2 separate regions of the Drosophila melanogaster genome follow, and region 1 is linked to region 2. The links are chromatin contacts, called in public targeted proximity ligation maps. All regions are on one chromosome and are shown on one strand. The core of a region is the stretch at or near the end of the contact, and the rest is flanking DNA. Distances in the headings are between cores, read along the strand shown.

Region 1 (2,903 bases), core at 278-2,777, 260 kb before region 2:
TGGTATCCCACTCTGGCGGCTAAAATTGTTAGATTACTTCTGCTGGCCATCAGTGGGCAAGTCTACTCTGGCATCGTATTTACCAATCATAGATGTATGTAGGCTGAGCGATATTCCAGTCAAGACATTAGCACTGATTAAGTTGCTATTAAGCAGACTTTATTTTGGGGTTACGCAAATGATAATGTATTTATGCTTTCAAATGGAGACTGCAGTGCAGTTAATATGGAAATTATTTGGCTAAGGATTGAAGCCTGATGGGACAGATTATCACAGCATTACTTTTAGATATTGTATATATCTAATTGACTTTAGATATTTAAAAACATTCCATATTTCTCTGTTTCTTTCCAGTATTCATATTAATGTTAGCATTTTAGTGAATAATTTGAATCTGAAAACTAATTAGTCATTCAACTTTTCGAAATAATTCAATTTTGAATAATTTAGCAGCTATAGCTACCCGAACACTCCAAAAGCGTTTTCATATTTACATATGTAAACAAAATCATGAGGGGAAATTACAGGAGAATTCTCGTCCATCACATGAAGTGTAGGCCAGACATATGACCACAACCGAATCAACTATAGACCCTTGGACCACATCCTGAATGGGAAAGGACCCCCGAGCTACCAAACTCCCTTCATGTCCAGCCTTTGTGTGGCCCCTTAAACACTTGTCAATTCGGACTATTCATGGTTCTCGCCTGCTGTGGTTCAACATGGGACATGCATAAAATTGTCCATGATTTCGTCTGACAACACAGCAACTTGGCCAAAAAGGATAGGAGTGCGAGAGGGGGTGGTGGAGGTGGCGGACACATGTCATCAAATTTGTGGGCAGCGCCTATGCGTATGCAACAAATTTCATAGCAAAAGGGGAGCGCCCAGTTGCAGAAATGTCGGCTAAGAAATTATTGTATGAAGTGAAGTCGGACCCAAGCCCCTTTGAAGGAATTTCCCATTGCAGTTGGTAAATTAATTAGTTGATTAAATTTATTGACTTGTTTAAGTTAATTTAGACGCCAAGTGGTCGGACATTTCATTCGATTTACCACAAAGCAATCAAAAATTAAGACAAGCATGTGATATGTGCGTTCGTATTTTGGCTAAGCCAAATCAATTTACGCACACAGGAGAAAAATTCTATTAACAATTGTTTAGGCCAATTGGCAGGATATCAGGGCAAAATCAAGAGCCACAAAATTCGTATAGTCTCTCAATGAATTTTGCATTTGGCAGATGACAAAACGTGTTGGTTTAGCTGTTTGGCCAGAGACGAAAATAATGAAATGTTTGTTTGACCGAGAGCCCATCGAATTGATTTTTCACCTGCTGACCAATAACTTTTGACAGGACTAAACAGAAAAAAAAAGCACAAAAAGAAGTAGTTCACATATGTATGAGCCGAGAGCAGAGGCCAAACTGGCAAACAAACGATGGTAAATATTTGGGGTGCCAGCGCACAGGAAATTGTTGCATCGAGTTGGCCATATTATGTAAATCACTGCCATTGACAGCCGCCACAACAACAACAACAACAGAAATAACAACAACAATGGGGGCAACAAAAACGAAAGCAACAGAAGCCACAATTTTCAGCAGGAAGAGCAACAAAATATTGTGTGTGCAAAGTCCGAAAACCACTTTGGGCCCAACTTATTTGTGGCTAACAAATTTGCATGCATTGACGCATCATCATCGCAGTTGCCAATTCATCTGGATATACGTCTATATGTATATATATGTATGTACATATCTGTGTGTGCTGTTTGGGCCACTTGCCTGAAATTTCCTTTTTTTTTCTCTTTTCGCTACAAGGACAACACTGGAGACTTTGACTGCGATTGCAAATCTTGGGCAAATCAATAGAAGTTGTAAAGAGCTGGGAAAAGCGTCCTCAATGTGTCAGCTCAAATGTCAATTTGTTGGCCAGGATTTCCAGGATATCGATGGTACAAGTGACAAAACACAAAACACAAAACGTGCATAGTTTTTGAGACTGATTGAGGGCGGGATTGTATGAGTCAACAAAGACATTTGAAAAAAGTGCGATAAAAGTGCGTTTTTGTGTTAGAGAACTAGCCCTTACTCAGCTAGTGGGACATATACTCATTGGGACAGTCTAGTGATCTTGATCAAGAATACATATACTTTAAATATACACTTAGCGGGTATTCAATTTAAAATTCACAATTATGTTGCATTTAAACATATATGCCAGTTAAGGGATACAAATTAAATCCAATGTATTTTATGTTTCCAATATATAAAGTACCCCTCTACACCAATTCAGTTTGCAATTCAATACTTTATCAAAGCCCCAAGACCAAAACCACCAAGTGCATTCACTTATTGCGATTATGTTTCACGCTGTGAGCTGTATGCTGATCGTTTTACAGATTTGTATGTGCCGACAGTGGGGCTCCCCCTGATTTTTTACGAGGGTTCCGGTGTTACATTGAACCAAAAGTGTTGCCTCATTAGGCCACTTCTCACACACGTTGAAAAACCCTGGCAAACGCACACACACACACACACAATCCCTCTTATCCGGCGCCATCGATAGGTATTTGGGGTCTAATTACAAAACACAAATGCACTATAATTTCAAAAACCCAGCAGTTTCCTGCCTCCATCTCCCTGCTGTTCCCTTATTCAGCCGCATGCATGATTTCGTAATTTAAACGGCAATCACCTCTTTGGACCCCAGAGCCCACCATTTTCCCTTGATTTGCCACCCAATTTCCCCACCATATGTCAACAGGCAACAAACAAACTTCTGTCAGCAAAATCATGGAAAATGTGACACCGAGCGAAAGATGTGGGGATAGGGGGAAAATTTCGAGTGGATTTCAATTGTGGAACAATGTATCCTCGCTTCTAACTGGGCGATCCCATTC
Region 2 (3,087 bases), core at 441-2,940:
GCGTAGTAAAGATGGAGCACGGCATGTTCCTTGCCTCCTATGTACAGATCCACAGGCATAAACTTCTTGGTCAGCGCTGTATCGAAAATGCGTTCGGAATTTTGGGCGTCCAAGTAACGCAAGTAGTACCAAGAGCTGTCCACAAATGTATCCATTGTATCCGTCTCCCTTCGTGCATCCTTCTCACCGCATTTTGGGCAATCACAGAGAAACGCTTCCTTCGGGGAATCCTTCGGAGGCAGAGACACTGGCAGCTGCTCCTCCGGCACTGGCACTGCTCCGCACTTTTGACAGTGTACAATAGGAATGGGAGTGCCCCAATAGCGCTGTCGTGATATCAACCAATCCTTCAGCTTTGAGGATACACGATAGCCGCCAACATTAAGGCGTGTGGCTGCCTGGAGCACCTCTTTCCTTAACATTTCCCAGTTGGCTGGACTTAGGGATTCCTCATCCTTGCCATTTGAAGTAAAAGCCAGTCCATATGAATCCCACAAATCCTTGTCTTCGCCACGGAAGCTGGGGGCTGCCAGGTAAACATCGCTCTTTGGCGGAAATGTCACTTCGTCGCTAAAGACCACAGGCATTGTGGTGCCCGCAAACGGGTTCGCTGCGCTTAGGCTGTCCGCACCCTTTAGCTTTGACAAGTGATGATTGCTGCGGAGCACGAGAAAGGCATGGGGATCTTTTAAATGCTCCGGATGGGTAGTCCACACTCGTAAAAGTCCGGAGGCGGAGGTGAGCAGGTTGAAAGCGTATCCATCACACTCTCCAATCCAGTGTCGCTGCAGGTTAATAATATCCCTCCAGTCGCGAAGCGTGGGATCCTCCAAACCGTCTAGCAATTGTTTGGCATAAGCACTCGTTCGGATAAACCACTGCCTCAAAAGCTTCTTTTCCACCTTGGCGCCCGACCGCCAGGAACAGCCGTTGGCGTCCACCTGCTCATCTGCGAGCACGGTCTTATCAACGGGATCCCAGTTAACAAGAGCCTCGTTCTGGTAGGCCAATCCATGGCGATGGAGCATTAGGAACAGATGCTGCGTCCACTTGTAGTATTTTGGACTGCAGGTGGACAATTCATGGTTCCAGTCAAAGGAGCAACCAAGTCGCTTGAGTTGTTCCTTCATCTGGGCAATGTTCTGCTCCGTCCAGGACGCGGGCTCCACCCCACGCTGATTGGCGGCGTTCTCGGCGGGCAGCCCAAAGGAATCCCAACCCATTGGCTGAAACACATTCTTGCCGCACATTCGCTGGAAACGAGCCACCGAATCGGCTATGGTATAGACGCGCACATGGCCCATGTGAAGATTGCCGGAGGGATACGGGAACATGGAGAGCACGTAGTACTTGTCCTGCGAGTCCTTGGGATTGAACTGTCCTCCACTGAGCTGCTCCCGCCAATGAGCCTCAATCCGGTGCTTGACATCACTGGTTAGCTCTGGATTCTGGAATTTAACAAAGGTCTTATTGCGTTTCTCGGATATATTATGCACCCACATCATTCCGGGTGCAGCTTTGGGTTAGCAGGCGCCGCCAGCTATTCCAGTAGACAGCTCCCCAAGGTCGTGTTCTTCTCAGTGCTTGCATTATACCGGTTTAATTGATTGAATTGCACATTTCACAATTATTGAATAACAAAATAGGAAGAACCCACTGCACTCTACAATCGAACAGCTGTTTCTCTGCATCGAGTTGCCACATCGCTCACGTGGATGGGAATTGCTCTAAGAAATTTTGGCGGGAAGCATTCCTGACTGACTGGTAACATTTCGCCCAGTTCTGTATTCTGATATCTGCCGCAACTATGGTAGCACTGGCTTTTTTGCTTTCGATTTTCAACTGAGTGGCAGGGCCGTTTACATTTTGCGAAAAAAAAAACTCACGTAATTTTTCACAGGGCGAGGCATTGTGAAAAATTAAATTGTACACCTTTTGAGGAGTATTTAATACCGAAAACCTTTGTGGGACATGGGTGACTCCTTGGAGAACCCCGATACATCGGTGGATCCAATCGTGAACCTGTCCATTGCGAACTATGATGCATTTGCCAATTATCTTCGGAAGGCGGTGACCATTTTGCTGCCGGAGGACGATGTGGTTCCCGCATCGCTGAACGATGCTCTGGACGATCCCGTCAACCAGGACACCATCCGGAAGTTCCTCTCGGATCCCCAGGTGCAGGCGCTTTACGTCCAACGCAATTGCATTAAAGGTAAAATAAGAATTCCTGTCCCGTTGGCAAATCTAGGGTGAAAAAATGGTACCTGCACAAAATGGCGTCTTTTTGGCGAAGATAAGAAAGTTGGCAAGCTTTTCAGGCAATCTTTTTGTTATAAGTTCAAAATATTAGTTCCATATGGTTACATTGAGTCATTTATGGGTTTGCTAGCTGAATACGCAACCAGTTTTTTAAAAATCAATTTGGCAGATGTTTGAATTCCAATAAGAAATATTTTTTGGCTTGGAAGTCGAAGCTGGAATACCTTACCATGTCACTAGCAACTTGTATGAAAAATTTTCAAGCATCACAAATTCATACAGTTTTTAAAATTTAAATTCAATTACAAAAATAGGATTATTTTTTATATTACGATATTGCTAAAAAGTGCATTCAGAATTAATCGTAAAATCAGAAGGATAGCAATAATTCATGTTAGTAAATACCAACTGCATTGTAAAATCAGTGTACTGCATTAGAGGGTATAAAAACGGGTTTCTGCGCATGACGTCAGCACATATGATTCACTTCGATAACTATGAGTCGAAAGTCGCGGCAGGGCGATAAGTGCTAACAGCTGTTTTGCCGCTTGCCGGCTTTGCTTGTTTACAAGCAATTCGCCGGGAAACAGCTGGTACCTGCCAAGCAACCAGTTTGTTTACGGAAACGACCTTGGAGGCTGCGCACACCTTCCGCCGCTTCAATAGCTTTGGGAGCGACATTGACATTGGCCGAAGGCAATGCCATCGGCACATTGACATTGGCAACGGGGCCAACAGCGCGGGAGCAATGACATCGCCAAGGTCCAGCCTTGAGCGCACGAATTTCGAAGGTTTTTCCTTGGACGCTTAATTTCCGTAGGTCAA

The links.
Region 1: a targeted proximity ligation map of the Kc167 cell line shows a contact between it and region 2, with 9 times the contacts expected there. A contact is called at or near these places in 4 of 107 Hi-C or Micro-C datasets (the Clone 8 cell line and the S2 cell line) and 1 of 7 datasets of targeted methods (the Kc167 cell line).

What each region holds. Positions count from the first base shown.
Region 1 is chr3L:5,084,853-5,087,755 of dm6, reverse strand. lncRNA:CR46198 (long non-coding RNA:CR46198) reads left to right here and starts at 1,527. Exons shown (of 2, transcript NR_133172.1): 1 at 1,527-1,747; 2 at 1,822-2,176.
Region 2 is chr3L:4,824,456-4,827,542 of dm6, reverse strand. It overlaps LeuRS-m (Leucyl-tRNA synthetase, mitochondrial), which reads right to left and starts at 1,690. Exons shown (of 4, transcript NM_139675.3): 1 at 1,501-1,690; 2 at 1-1,448. The coding sequence starts at 1,590. Dhc64C (Dynein heavy chain 64C) reads left to right here and starts at 1,856. Exons shown (of 15, transcript NM_001274503.1): 1 at 1,856-2,215. The coding sequence starts at 1,972.